2 separate regions of the Sus scrofa genome follow, and region 2 is linked to region 1. The links are chromatin contacts, called in public Hi-C maps. All regions are on one chromosome and are shown on one strand. The core of a region is the stretch at or near the end of the contact, and the rest is flanking DNA. Distances in the headings are between cores, read along the strand shown. Region 1 overlaps EBF4 (transcription factor COE4). Region 2 holds the start of EBF4 (transcription factor COE4).

Region 1 (6,680 bases), core at 4,008-6,507:
ATTTTCCAGATCTTCTCCAAATGGTATTTGGGTACCCTTCCCCTTGGCTTAGTGGCCAGTTGATAGCAACCAGAGTGGGACCGTGCCAAGCTATGAGACCTAGGGAAGGAGGGGTCTAGATGGACCTCCTCGGATCTCTGCGGAACTCCCAGCACTGCACCCTCCAGGCAGAAGTGGTCATCAGGCTTGAGGCTCTGGTGAGCTATGGATGGAGTGAGCCCTTCAAGCCCAGCTGCTCCACTGGGGGGCAGCATGGAACACTCACCTGGAAGCCCCTCTCCGTGGGCTCTGGGGCAGGCTTGGGGCGGGGAGCTGGGTGGGCGCAGCACAGGGGCGAAAGCGCTCCTCTGTTTGACAGCGGAGATCATGTTGACAGGCGAGAAGGAGAAGACGCTGGTGGTGGGGGCAGCCGCTGGGAGGGACACTGAGGAGGCAGCGGCCAGCGGGGGGCTAGAGGGCATGACTCCGGGGCGGGGCGGGGAGGGGCAGGTGCAGCAGGGAAGGAAGTGGGAGACACAACAGGGAGACAGCACCAGAGTGAGCAGCTCAGTTGTGGCCCTGGCATGGGCAGTGTGCCCAGTGAGGGCTGCTGACCTGGGACCTCACTGGGGGCGGTGGCGGAGGCGGGGCGTCCTGGGGAGACCAGTATAGGGTAGAGCCTGGAGGCAGGCTGGGAGCCTCCGGGGTTGTGGGCTAGCACTTGCCTTTCGGGGGGTTCTGGGGACCGTTTCTTAGAGCTGGAGATGATAGGGCCAGACTAGGTAAAACAAAAACAAAAACAAAACCAGAACATCCGGCGAAACCAAATACTGGGAGGTGCCCACAAAAATAAGAGATGGAACAAGTTAGAAAGGATTCATTCCTGCTGAAGATCGCCTGGATTCTGACATGCCAGGAAACGCAGTGGGGCCCTGGGGCATCAAGGTTAGAGCCAGAGATCGGGGATCATAGCTGAGCTGGGAGATGAAGCTTGAGGTGCACATAGGCTCCTGTTATAAGACTCCTCAGCACAGGATCACAGCTCCCATAGCGAGAACCCTAACTCCCTCCACAAATAAGTTCTCCTTACCAATTACACTCCCCCAACCCCCACTGACTAGTTCTCTTCCAGCTTTTTGCCTTTTTTTTTTTTTTTTTTGTCTTTTTGTCTTTTTGTTGTTGTTGTTGTTGCTATTTCTTGGGCCGCTCCCGCGGCATATGGAGGTTCCCAGGCTAGGGGTCCAATCGGAGCTGTAGCCACCGGCCTACGCCAGAGCCACAGCAACGCGGGATCCGAGCCGCGTCTGCAACCTACACCACAGCTCACGGCAACGCAGGATCGTTAACCCACTGAGCAAGGGCAGGGACCGAACCTGCAACCTCATGGTTCCTAGTCGGATTAGTTAACCACTGCGCCACGACAGGAACTCCTGCCTTTCTCTTTTTTCTTTTCCCCTGGGGCTCCTACTGCGGCATATGGAGATTCCCAGGCTAGGAATCGGAGTTGTAGCCACCGGCCCACATCAGAGCCATAGCAACGCGGGATCCAAGCCATGTCTGTGACCTACACCACAGCTCACGGCAACGCTGGATCCTTATCCCACTGAGCAAGGCCAGGGATAGAACCCACAACCTAGCGGTTCCTAGTCGGATTCATTAACCACTGAGCCACGATGGAACTCCTCTCTTGCAGCTTAGTGAGGGGCTTCGTCATCTTCAGCCCTGGTCCTGGAGGCCTCCTGTATCTCTCTTCCTCTTCCAGCTGGTCAAGGTTGTTTTTTTTTTGTTTTTTTTGTGGTTTTTTTTGGTCATGCCTTGGGCCTGTAGAAGTTCTCAGGCTCAGGGAGTGAACCTGTGCCAGTAGTGACCCGAGCCTCAGTAGTGGCACTGCTGCATCCTTAATCCACTGAGCCACCAGAGGGAACTCCCTACAGCTGGTCTTTTTTTTTTTTTTTTTTTTTTTTTTGTCTTTTTAGGGCCATATCCACAACATATGGAGGTTCTCAGGATAGGGATCAAATCAGAGCTATAGCCACCAGCCTATGGAGCTGTAGCGCCAGCCTACGCCACAGCCACAGCCACACTGGATCCGAGCCATGTCTGCAACCTACACCACAGCTCACAGGAATGCTGGATCCTTAACCCACTGAGCGAGGCCAAGGATCGAACCTGCGTCCTTGTGGATACTAGTCAGATTTGTTTCCACTGAGCCATGATGGGAACTCAAGCAGCTGGTCAATTTTAAAGAAAAGTACAGAGATACACATACTCAGATCTTCCTGGGTTTTTTTTGTTTGTTTGTTTTTTTTAGGGCCACACCCAAGGCATATGTAGGTTCCCAGGCTAGGGGGTTGAATCAGAACTATGGCAATGCTGGATGCTTAATGCACTGAGTGAGGCCAGAGATCAAACCCGCAACCTCGTGGTTACTAGGCAGATTTGCTTCCACTGTGCCACAGTGGGCACTCCAGACCTTCCTGTTCTTTAATCCCCCAGCCCCTACGGCTGTGGCTTGCTCTCCTGGGTATAGCCAGGGATCCTCCGACACACAGCCTTTGTCTGCCCCCTCCTTCCTGCAGCCTCCTCTCCTGGCAGGTCCTGCCCAGAGACTCTCTGGATCCCCCTTTCTCCATCCTCATCAGGACCCCATTCCCTGCCTTTCTCTTCTAAAGACCAAGACGACTACGATTTGAGTGTTGTCCAAGCAGTAGGCAATGGGGTGAGGGTGGGGGGCTTCTGGAAAGAAACCGGTAGCCTGAGAAAGCTGCTTTTTGGCATCAGAACACACTCCCACCCTGCCTTGGTACAGTGATACTTTCTTTTCTTTCTTTTTTTTTTTTTGCTATTTCTTGGGCCGCTCCCGCGGCACATGGAGGTTCCCAGGCTAGGGGTCTAATCGGAGCTGTAGCCACTGACCTACACCAGAGCCACGGCAACGCCGGATCCTTAACCCACTGAGCAAGCGCAGGGACCGAACCCGCAACCTCATGGTTCCTAGTCGGATTCGTTAACCACTGCGCCAAGATGGGAACTCTGGTACAGTGATACTTTCAACATTGGCCTCTGTTCCAAAGGTACTCGGCCCCGTGGATCACTGTCTCCTTTAAGACAATGCTGATTGCTAGCTGAGGAGGCCCGTGGAGCTCTGTGGAGGGCTTGAGATGAATGCCAGAAAATGTACTATATCTTTCAAGGCCCAGAGCTCACAGCCGTATTTTGTAGCTTGGGTAGTACTGGGAGTTGTGGGTCAGTCCATGGCAGCTGGCGGCTGAAGCAGAAGACTAAAGGGGGGCCCAAGCAGAGAGCCTCTGGCAGGGACAGCTCTAGATGTCGTTACAGGTACATCCTGGCAAACTCAATGAGAATGATGCCCCACTGAGCTTTGCTACAGAGCACTGGGCACAAGGGGAGTGGATGGGGACTGGACAGGACCGTACCACCAGATAGGACCGAAGTTAGGCCAGTCTGGGGTATCCCCAGCTGATGGTGGAGTGGGGCTTAACCAGCTGCAGAGTTCTTGACTCTCAGTGTGAATGGGAAGACCCCGGGCAGTTGGCTTTGCTCAGTGGGGCAGTGTGTTCCTCCACTGTTGACTGCACTGTGTGTTGGTGGAGAAGGGGGAGCTGGTGTCCCAAACTCCACCAGCTTCAATGGGGGGGGGCACCCTGAGAGAGGCAGTAAGAATACTGCCCAGAACTGAAGGGAAGTGGGAGCAGTGGAGCCTGGCCTCAGCAAAGGGGAGACAGGAGTCTTGGGGGGACACCTGAGGGTCATGTTCTGTGTGGACACTGGCATATGGGGCTTCTGGTCCCAGAAGCTGAGCCCATACCGGCAGAATAGAGCCAGACTCAAACCCACAGCCAAAAAGAGCAGTTCCCAGGATGCAGGCATAGTTGGGAAGGCTAGGCAGGTGGCCAATTATGTTGGTCTTCAGCAATTGCAAACATAAAATGGGGACAGGTGAAGGAATGGCAGGAAAAGCCACAACCAGCTCCTTCGGGGTGAGCCTTCCTCATTCCTCTGGCACAGCAGTGTCTCCCAGGACTCAAGGACCAATCTCCCTTACAACTCATGGGGAAGCTCCTTGCAGGTGAGCAGGGGTGGAACTCTCTCCCAAGCCAGGCGTTTTGCAAACAGCAGGTGCTTCATATATCTCTGCTGAATAGCTAAACTATAAGCAGACAAGCTGTTCTGGAACTTGGTGTTGGAAGGAGGGACTTAAGGGCAGGGCAAAATGGTAAAAGCATAAATGTCCTTTTGCTCATCTACCCATCTCCGAACTGCTCCCCTCCACCTTGGCCCCAAGAAGCTAGACAGAAGATGGTTAGCGACCACAGGCAGTGCTGCAGTGCAAAGTGACATACCCCTGCACTGTGTCTGGGCCGTTTATGCACAGTGGTGCATTCAGGTCTGAGAACAATCCTAGGCAACGGGTGATACGGATTCCATTTTACAGAGAGGAAACGGAACTTGCTGAATGTCAGACAGCCCCTGATTTGCATAATCAAACTCTGAATCCAGGTGTCTGACCACACAGAAGTCACTCGCTCTGCCCAACCAGACTGCTGAGAGCCACGTTTTTTGACACCTGCCTCTCCTGGGGGGCCAGAGGGGCCAGGTAGAAACCTACTTTTCGTGAGCCCTGAGTTCCCTCAGGCTTCCGGCAGGGGGCACCAGCCTCCTCCTGAAGTCCTGGCATAAGATGGAGAGGTGGCGGTCCACTAGGTTTAAGCTGGAGGTCCCCGAGTTAAAGCCCGTTTCAGGAAGAGGGGAGGGCTAGAAGCGATGTGGACAACCGCTGTCAGCAAAGAGAGCTAAAGGGGCAAAAAAGATGCCCCGGCTCCAGGGTTGCGGGGTAGATCTCCAACGGCAGAGAGAGGCTGCACACAGAGAGGGCTGCCCTTGCCTCCGAGGGCAAGGCGAAGGTCGAAGCTCATAGGACAGGTGTGCCGGGAGCTCCCGCCCACCCGCCATGGGCTAGGAGGGGGCTGGGCTGAGTCCCGTTCTGCTCCCCTGGGCCGGTCGGTCCCTTCCACCCCAGGGCAGGGGACACTCACTGGCGAAGGGTGAGGTGGCCGTGGAACCATTGAGGAAGCTGGGGGATCCCGGCACGCCGAGGCCGGCCACGCCTGGCGTCCCATAGCCGCCGAGGCCAGCTCCGAGGCCACCGCCATAGCTGCTCTGCTGCGAGCCCGGGCTGGGCGCGAACCCGCGGGGGGATGCGCTGCCGCAGCTGCGCGCATAGCCTGCGAGAGAGCGGCCGTCAGGGGCGCTGCGCCGGCAGGGAAAGGGTCATCTGGGCGGTGGGGGCATCGGGACGCACCCGGCTCCGGCCCCGGCGTGGCGTCCCCGACGGCGATGGCCAGCGGGCTGCTGAAGGCGTTGATGCCAACGACGGCAGGATGCGGGTGGCTGGGGGCCAAGGGTCCCAGAGGCGCGGGCGCGCGGGGCGCGCTGTACAGAGCCTCGGCCACGTCCGCCGCGCGCTTCAGGAGGAGCTCCTGCGAAGACAAGAGCGGGCACGGCCGGGGCAGCCGCGGGCGCCGGGAGAGGGGCAGTCCCGGGCCGGGCGGCGCGGGGAGGCGGGCGGAGGCGCCATACCTGGTTGCTGCTGGGCACTCCGTACAGGGCCTCCGCCAGGTCGGCCGCCCGCTTCAGCAGCACTTCCTGGGGGCAGGGGAGGAGACAGCCGGACGGAGGGGCGGCCCCTGGGGGCGACGGAGGGGCCCGAAGCCGCCCCCCACCCTTGGGCCACCGGCCACCCTCATCCCCGCCCCGCCGCGCCCCACTGCCCACCTTGGGCAGCCTCTCCGGGTCTCCGGGGTGTCTGGGAATGACTTTCTGTAGCCTCTGGAATCCGTAGTCAATGGTGGGCTCATTCAGGGCTGAGGAGAAGGGCGGCGTTTGGAGGGCGTCTCTCCCAGCACCTGCGCAGGGCCAAGCCCGCCCGCAACCTGTACCGGCGCCTTGCGGCAGACCTCCTCCACCAAGCCCGGCCCACACCTCTCAGAAAACTCCGGGCACACAGAAACAGCGAGATTTGGCAAGTTTCCTCAGTTCTTTTCGTGCTCATTCATTCCACAAATGTTTACTGAGCCCGGGGCCCTATGCCAGCTACTTGACATTAACACACATGTGCTATATGATCCCATTTGTGATTAGAAGAAAGGCAACCATACATGCATATTAACTTTAATATTCCTAAGGGCAGGGCTGGAGAGTTTTGTCTGTGTTTGGTCTTTTCAGTAGTAAATTATTTATTATAAAAAAAGAAAAATCCCAGGGAGTTCCCCTGTGGTGCAGAGGGTTAAGGATTGAACGTTGTCACTGCAGTGGCTTGGGTTGCTGCTGCAGCTGATTGGATCCCTGGCCCGGGAACTTTGGCTTGGGTTCAGCCAAAAAAAAGAAGGAAGGAAGGAAGGAAAGAAAGAAAGGAGAGAAGGAGGAAGGAGAAACGAAAAAAGAAAAACTCCAAACAATCTCCATTTAGCACAGTTTACGTGGGCTCTCAGCAGCACCTGACTGTCGGATCTGACCAGCAGAGGTATGCCTGTGTCTCAGGGAAGGGGCTGGCCCACGCCCAGGGCTCTGGGGTGGACACAGCAGCCCCTGGGCCAGGCTCCAGAAGCCTTCCTCCTCTCCTCCTCCTATAGCTTGGCCTCGACCTATCTCACCAGCCTCAATGTCCTTCCTACCATCTC
Region 2 (7,659 bases), core at 2,536-5,035, 62 kb after region 1:
GGGAGACCCTGGAAACCACCAATGTGGACAGGGGAGCCCAACAAAAAAAGATTTGGGAAACTTCTAACATGCACACTGGCTCCTCCAGCAGATACTCATTGCCTCCCGGCCCGCTGGAGACTGTCGAGTCTGGTGCTGCAGACACAAGGATGGAGGAGCCACCACCCGTGTCCTAAAGGGAGGCGTAGGCTGGCAGGACAAGGAAGTGGGGACAGGCAGCACACAGCTCACTCTGGCCTGTGCCAAGCATCCTTAGCTCTAAGGGCTGCTCTTCTGGGTCGGGTGGGAGGGCACAGACAAAGAAGGTTCTGGGGGACGGGGAGGCTCGCGGGGGTTTTCAGATTTTATTCAGTGGGTGTGTGGGTGCTGTTTCAAGAGACATTGCTGGATGCCAAGTGTCACACAGAGGCTGACAGGAAGCTTGGGGTCAGACTGTGATGGGCCTTGGATGCTGACTGGGAGGACGCTGGGGGGGGGGGTCACTGAACCTTTAACTGGGGACAGACGTGATCAGAGAAAAGTTCTTTGAACATATTGCTTTGCCACCGGTGCATGGCAGATGTTTTTGGGGTGTGCTGAGAGGCTGGGGCAGCGGGCTAGCAGGCTGGAGGTGATAAACTGGGGCAGGTTAACCTTCACATTCAAGAGGAAAGCCGTGGAGGGCAAGAGTGTGCGTCATGGTTAAAAGCTGGCCGTGGGCACCGTGATTCGGAATGGGACACAGAGGGGACCATCCAGAAGCCTTGAACAACCAGGCGGCTGTGGGGCGAAGGCGAAGAGCACATCAAAGACAGTCGTGAGACCCAAAGCAGCCTTTCGGGGAGCTCTGCTGAGCAAGCTCCCCCGAGACAGAGGGAGAGGAGCCAGGCAGAGGTGAAGGGGGCAGGGCAGGGAAAGGGATTTCTGTTGTGGCTGTTCTGGGATGCAAAGACCCCAAGAGAGGACTGATGGAGGAGGGAGAACCAATGGGCAGGTGCCTCGGAAGAATGAAGAACGGGAAAGGAGTAGCCCGATACCCTAGCAAGGAGGCGTCCAGAGACAACCAAACGCGTGGGGACTCCCAGTCTGTGCCTGAGACAGAGAAGTCTCTGGACTTGGAGATGAGCAGCCTGAAGAAATGCCTCTCTTCAAACTGCGGAGACCTTCCAAGTCCCAGTGATGTGGCTCTGGGGACTCAGACTGGACACCTCGACCCCACTAAAGACCTCTTCCCCGTGTACAGACCACACTGCTGATGCCCCATCTTGTGGGAAGAGCCTCACCTCCCACGCCTCCTGCACCCACATGGGCTACAAGGGCACAGTCTCCCTCCTGGTCTCCCTCCCGTCTGCTTCCTTCTCATCGAATCTGCCAGCAGCGGCGGCGGGGACACAGGGCTGGGTCAGAGACAAGCAGGAACCTTAAACCCCCAGGCCCCACTGGAACGCTCCACCCACCCTTACAAGGAGCGCTCACGACACAGCTGGTGGTGGAGGAAAAAAGACAAAGAAATTGACCATCTCAAGTTAAATTGAAAAACAGGACCAACAGAAAAACAGGCAGGATACAGAATGGTATGTATAACACAGGAAAAAAAATATGTTAGGAGGAAGAAAGACGAGAAGGAAATACACTAAAATGTGACTCTAGTTGTATGAGAGAGGTGGGGATTTGTGTTCCATTTCCCATATTCTCTGGAATATAGTTATGAGTAAAAGTATGTAAATGAATTCCTAGGCAAGACCCTTTCTCTTTCCAAAGAGGTGAGCTCCAGAAAGACGCCCTGGTGGTCCCTCTGGACAGACAGCCATGAAAGCACAGGAGTGCAGAAACACCATTCAGTTTGAACACAAAACAAGATGTGTGTCTGTTAAGGGGTGAGGTTGAGGTTGGTGGCGAGGTGGCGAGGAGTCCCTGAACAGGGCTGGGGGTGTGAATGTGTGGCCAGTGGCCAGGCCTGCTTGGCCCTGGAAACCCTCCAGCAGAATCTCTTCAGGCTGCTGGACAAGCGGCTGCTCAGAGCTCTGGGGAGCGCAGCTCCCTTGTGCTTCAGGTTGTTGCAGAGGCAGCGCCTCCCTAGTCCCAGCCACTGAGAACTCCGGGGGTAGGATGTCTAACCTCCCCTCCCCTTGCTCGCAGCTGGGGGTACAAAAAGCCTGGAGCCCAGGTGGTGTGGGCAGAGGTCAACAAATCTTTCTACTTTCTTTCCAAATCCAGGAGTCCATCCCCCATCCAGGCCCCCTGCCTAGACCCCTGCAAAGGAGTCAGAGGAGATGCGCCTGGGTGCCGCATTCCCAGGGAGCCTCTGCCTTGGGGAGAACTAACCAGAAAAACACCTGGAGAGGTGGGACCTGAGCGGTCCCTTCAGCCACAATCATTCCACCAAGTCGACTGCCCACCTCCTCTCTTCTCCACTCTTCAGCCCCAGCCGCTCCTCCAGCTTTGCACATCCCCAGCCTCCAACTCTGAGGGGCGTGGGAAAGCTGAAAGGGGGTTGGGTTTCGTGCCTTTCCTGGCAGAGAGCAGTGGAACTGGACAAGGTGGGGCACGGAAACTGCCTAGGAAGGAGGGGTCAGCGGCTCCTTGACGGCTGGTGGCTGTGGGACTGCGGGCAGCGGAATACCTCCTCCTCTAGAGCTGGGCCAGGGAGCGATAGTCAGAAATCAAAGCCGGGACCTCCAGGAGTGGAGGCAGAAGCCCCGCCCCGGCCCGCCCCACATCCTCAGGAGGAAGCACAGGCGCTCAGGATAGGGTGGGCGCAAGAGCTTGCCGGGACAGTCCGGAGTTAGGGCTCCCTCCAACCGCTCACCCCAGTAGCTCAGCAAACTGAACGAAGGTGGCACGCAGCCGTCCAACCCGAGCTCGCCAAGTCGCGGTCCGAGCGCTTACCTCTGCGCCGCGGTGCTGGCGTCCAGGATGCCCGCGCCCTGCATCCAGGAGCGCACCGAGCCCAGGCCCGCAGGCAACAGCGGCTCCTCCTTGAGATTCAGCCCGCCTCGGGGCAGAGCGTCCTGCGCAGGGAACATAAGGGCGCGCAGTCGGTGGGCGCCCCCACTGCCCGGATCCGGTCCCGCCGAGGCTGCGGGGCGTCTCAGCTCCGCCCGCCCGACGGCACCGGGCGCCCGCAGGAGTGCAGCGCAGCGCCAGTCCCGGCGGCTCAGTGCGCACTAGCCTCCTGGGCGCTCCCTCGGAGAAAGCGGGTCGGCGAGCGCCGGCGCTGTCCCCTCCCCTCCCGGGGCGCGGGGCGGGGAGATGGAGGGATTCCCCCGCGGCCTGAGCGCTGGCGGGCGGACTGCGAGCGGGGTGGGGAGGGCGAGGAGAGGACCCGGCACCCGGTCCGCTCAGAGGCGCCCCAGCGGCGCGCTCTGGCGGCTGCCCAGGGCCGCGGTCGTCGGAGGGGGGGAGGCCCGAGCGCCCCGGGAACTGCCTCTGGCGAGGCGGGGGCACGGGGCTGCCCGCCCTTTCCCCCTCGTCGCCCCCACCTCCCGCCTGCCCGCCCGCCCGCGGCGCCGGCGCGGGGCGCTGATTACCATCCGGGAGGCGGAGGCTGCAGGCGCGGAGCTCGGCGGCGGCGGCGGCGGCGACAGCGGCGGCAGGGGAGGCAGGAGCAGCAGCAGCCTCGCGTCCCGGGGAAACACAGGGGCAACGCCGGGCCAGCAGACGCCGCCGCCGCCGCCGGCGCCCCGCGTGCCTCGGCGCCCGGGCCCTGCCGCAGCCCCGGGCGGCAGCACCTGGAGCAGCAGCAGCAGCAACCCGGCCGACTCCCCCCGGGGCCCGGTTCCCGCGCCTCCCCGCCGCGGCCGCCGCCGCCCGCCGCTCCCCGGGGCCTGGCCGCGGGCCCGGGCCATCCCGCCACCGCCGCCGCCGCCGCCGCTCCCGGGGGAGCGGGAGCCGAAGGGAGGGAGAGCGGGCGGGAGGAGGGATGGCGGGAGCCGGCGGGCCCAGGGGACTGGGGGCCGGGGGAGGCGGGGGCGGGGCGGCGCGGCCGGCCGAGGGGCGGCCAGGGACGTGACATCATCGGGGGAGGAGCGGCCGGGTCCGGGCCGCCGCGGCGGGGCGGACCCTGGTGAGTCCGTCGCCGGGGCCGGGGGCTGCGGCCTGGCCGAGGCCGCGGGAAGGAGCCGGGGGGACCAGCTCGGGCCCGGGAGGCCCGGGCAAGGAGCAGTCGGGGCTGCGCGGCCGGGGAGCGGGGCCAAAGCCGGAGGAGCGTGCTGTGCCGCTCTCAGAAGCCTCCTCCGCCTCCAGGTCGCCTCTGGACCGTGCCCGGGCTTCCTCTCGGTTCATCCTTGTCTCCCAGCCACCCGCCCTACGCTCCACACCGACGCCCAGGACCTGCAGTTGCCGCTCATTTCGACGCCTTCGGGCTTTGACTCTTGATGTTCTCTGCTGGCGCCGGCCGCCCTCCCAGCATTTCCCCTGACCTCGGGTTAACCTCAGCCTGGGACCCAAACCTTTCTCTCTTAGGCTGGGCCCCAGACACGCCGCCGAGCGCTGTCCCTGCACCCCTCATCCTCAGGCCAGGTCTTGGCTTGCCTACAACTAAAGCATTTTCGTTTCCAACCTCTGCCTTTCAGACACTTCTTGGGTTCTGGTGCAAGTTGGTCACTAAGTTAGGACTCAGATCCCAGCTCACTTCTTCTGTCTCCCCAGCCAAAGAATCTCCCCTCTCAGATTTCATTATGCTTTTATTAGTTCCTGGCCCAGAAATCTTCTTGCCCTAGACCCAAAGGCTGAGCCTTTTTGCCCCTTTCCCCACATTCTGGCCTGGTGTGTCCTGGCCAGGCTTTGAACAAGCCCAGAATGAGTCCAGCACTTTCCTGAAGAACAGCATTAGGGGTGGCCTGCTTCACTCCCTGGAATATTATTTTCATGCCCCAGCTGACTCCCAACTCCCGTTTTTTTTTTTTTGCGGGGGTGGGGGGTGGGGGGTGGTTTCCAAGTGTGCACTTGGTGGTCCACCTCATGCGGTGGACCTCTGACCTCTGCTGGGTTTTCCTACCATCCCAGAGGCACCCACCTCCTCTCTTGACCTCTGCCCTCTACCATCCCCCTCGCGACGGCCCCCTCCTCATTACCTGCAAGGACCTCAGTCCCACCCAGATTTTTCAAGGTCTCAGTTTTTATCCCAGTTGAGATCAAAGGTAGTCTCTCCTTAAGGTGAATTCTTATTTCAGTCTCCTTCCCTTTCTTTCCTTTTCTTTTTTTCTTTCTCTCTCTTGTTTTTTGTTTTTTAGGGCCACTCCAGTGGCCTATGGAAGTTCCCGGGCTAGGGATCGAATCGGAGCTGTAGCCACTGGCCTACACCACAGCCACAGCAACACCAGATCTGAGCCATGTCTGCGACCTATACCACAGCTCAGGGCAACACCGGATCCTTAACCCACTGAGCAAGGCCAGGGATCGAACCCACAACCTCATGGTTCCTAGTCGGATTTGTTAACCACTGCGCCACAACGGGAACTCCTCTTTCATTCTTTTTTTTTTTTTTTTTTTTATTATTATCATTTTTGGCTGCCCTGCCGCATATGGAGTTCCTGGGCCTGGGATGAGATGTGAGCCCCATTTGCAACCCATGCAGTATTGGTCGACTTCAGATCCTTAACCCACTGTGCCAGGCCAGGGATCAAACCTGTACGACCCAGTGCTCCAGAGACGCTGGAGATCCCATTGCACCACAGTGGGAATTCCTTCAGTCTCTCTCCATCCCCTTATCTGACTCTCTAAATCCATGCTCCTCCCAACATGGTCCCTGGACCAGCAGCTTCAGCATTATGCAGGGGCTTGTTAGAAATGCAGAATCTTAGGCCCTGCCCTGACCTGCTAAATCATAACCTACCTTTTTAACACACTTGTAGGGAATTCACGTACACATTACATTTGAGAAGCAATGCTCTAGGGAACCCCCCCACCCCAGGCTGTTCTGTGCTTACTGTGCTCCCTTACCAATCTTCAGACCTGCCTCTGGCTCTCTAAATTTCCAGCAGATACCCTACCTCTTCTTTACTGGAGAGATTACAAGCAGAATCCTGCTGTCGTTCTCAGCCGTCTGCATTTTTCGTTCTTTCTCAGTCTTTTCACCCATTCTCTTCTCCCCCTGCTCCCCAGAGAAGCATGTGTGCTCAGGGACATCTTTGCTCAGTCCCATCTTCTGCTCCTCCTGATGTTCCGTCTGATCTGTTGATCTTCCTTCTTTACTCTGCTCAGACCTCCCAACTCTTAAAAGAACCTCGCTTTGTCCCCGCTGCCTCCTCCTCCAACTTGTGCCCCTCCTGTTTCTAACCAAGTCCACAGGCGTATTCCACCAAGGCTGACTTTGCCAGCCCCCAGCAAGCCACTCTTGAAGCCCTAGTGGTCTGGGTCCCTTCCAATGTTGCTGCTGTTTGCTCTTCTCTCTGCCTGAGGCCCTCTGACCCCCCCATGCAGCACTGGGCTCTCTGCATCCCCTCCTCCACACCTCTGGGAAGGCCATCCTGATGATCGGAGCACCCCATCTCTCCTCTTAGCTCTCCGTGCACCCAGCCTGCTGTGTCTTGCTCCCATCTCCCTTTCTTCAAGAACTCATGCTTTTCCACCGTCTGAGAGGCCATCTTTGGGGAAATGATGCCCTAGTGTGGGCTTCCATCTGCTTCTGTCCTGAACATCTCCTGGTGAGGACAGGGCTGACCTTGACCCTTGTGGAGGCAGGGAAGCCCTACCTCCAGGGAGCGGTCCTCTCCCAAGTAGCTCTGCCCCTGGGCTGGGGGTGGGGCTGCTTCATCTCCACGTGCCCAAGCCACACTCATGCCCATTGGCCACAAGCCAGCTCTCCTCCTGCCTCCCCTGAGTCTGTCCATGGCACCTCCTTCTGATGTGCAACTACCTGCTGCGCTCGGGGCCCAGAAGTTCATCTCTGATACTTTCCTCGCCCTGCCCACAGCCACGTGTTGGTCAGGTCTTAAGAAATCTCCCTCCATGTGCTTCTCCCTCCCCTAATGGTCACAGTGAAGATCTTTAACAGTGAAGCTTACTTGTTCTCCGCTGGCTTGGAGGAGGGAGCTGCCCCAGTTTGCTGACATCCTCCTTAGCTATCTTCCTGCACTCTAGCTGTCCGCTCCCGTCCATCCTCCTGCCACAGTTTTATTTATTTTTATTTTTATTTTTTTGTCTTTTTGCCATTTCTTGGTCCGCTCCCGCGGCATATGGAGGTTCCCAGGTCAGGGGTCTAATCGGAGCTGTAGCCACCAGCCTACACCACAGCCACGGCAACGCGGGATCTGAGCTGCCTCTGCATCAGCTCACGGCAATGCTGGATCCTTAACACATTGAGCAAGGTCAGGAGTCGAACCTGCAACCTCATGGTTCCTAGTTGGATTCGTTAACCACTGAGCCACAACAGGAACTCCTGCCACAGTTTTAAAAAGCAGGCCATTATCTGCTTAGAAACTTCTAAGTGTCTATCATGGCTTAGTAGACATTTAGGGACTCAGTTTAGGGACATTCCAGGGCCTCGGATGCAAATGTTCTTCCTTCTAACCCCTTGCTGTTGAGTCCCTTGCTTGTCTGACACAGATCTTGCTGTTTCCCGAATGCAGACATGAGTCCCACACTCTCTACACCCGCCCCCCCCCAGCTTTGATGCCTTCATCTTTGTAACACCTTTCTTCTCTCAGAGGCAATGAGGTCCACATTCTTTTTTGTAAT

What was found. A called contact is a pair of places that touch in the nucleus more often than the background predicts.
Region 2: a Hi-C map of omental adipose tissue shows a contact between it and region 1, with 1.6 times the contacts expected there. The contact joins the promoter of EBF4 here to the enhancer-like site in region 1. A contact is called at or near these places in 1 of 5 promoter capture datasets (fetal skeletal muscle), 15 of 47 Hi-C or Micro-C datasets (alveolar macrophages, brain, embryonic fibroblasts and 9 more) and 1 of 2 datasets of contacts at active chromatin or transcription factors (skeletal muscle).

What each region holds. Positions count from the first base shown.
Region 1 is chr17:32,877,459-32,884,138 of Sscrofa11.1, forward strand. It overlaps EBF4 (transcription factor COE4), which reads right to left. Exons shown (of 18, transcript XM_021077750.1): 12 at 5,776-5,906; 13 at 5,581-5,646; 14 at 5,303-5,480; 15 at 5,037-5,225; 16 at 266-463. Among named protein-coding and RNA genes, the nearest start is that of CPXM1, 36 kb to the left of the region's middle. Within about 2 kb of position 5,258, at least 3 of the 83 cell types and tissues checked have an H3K27ac peak or open chromatin away from gene starts, as enhancers often do. A contact at or near this core is called in omental adipose tissue and undifferentiated spermatogonia, where this site is marked.
Region 2 is chr17:32,940,838-32,948,496 of Sscrofa11.1, forward strand. It overlaps EBF4 (transcription factor COE4), which reads right to left and starts at 3,786. Exons shown (of 18, transcript XM_021077750.1): 1 at 3,510-3,786; 2 at 2,869-2,990. The coding sequence starts at 3,512.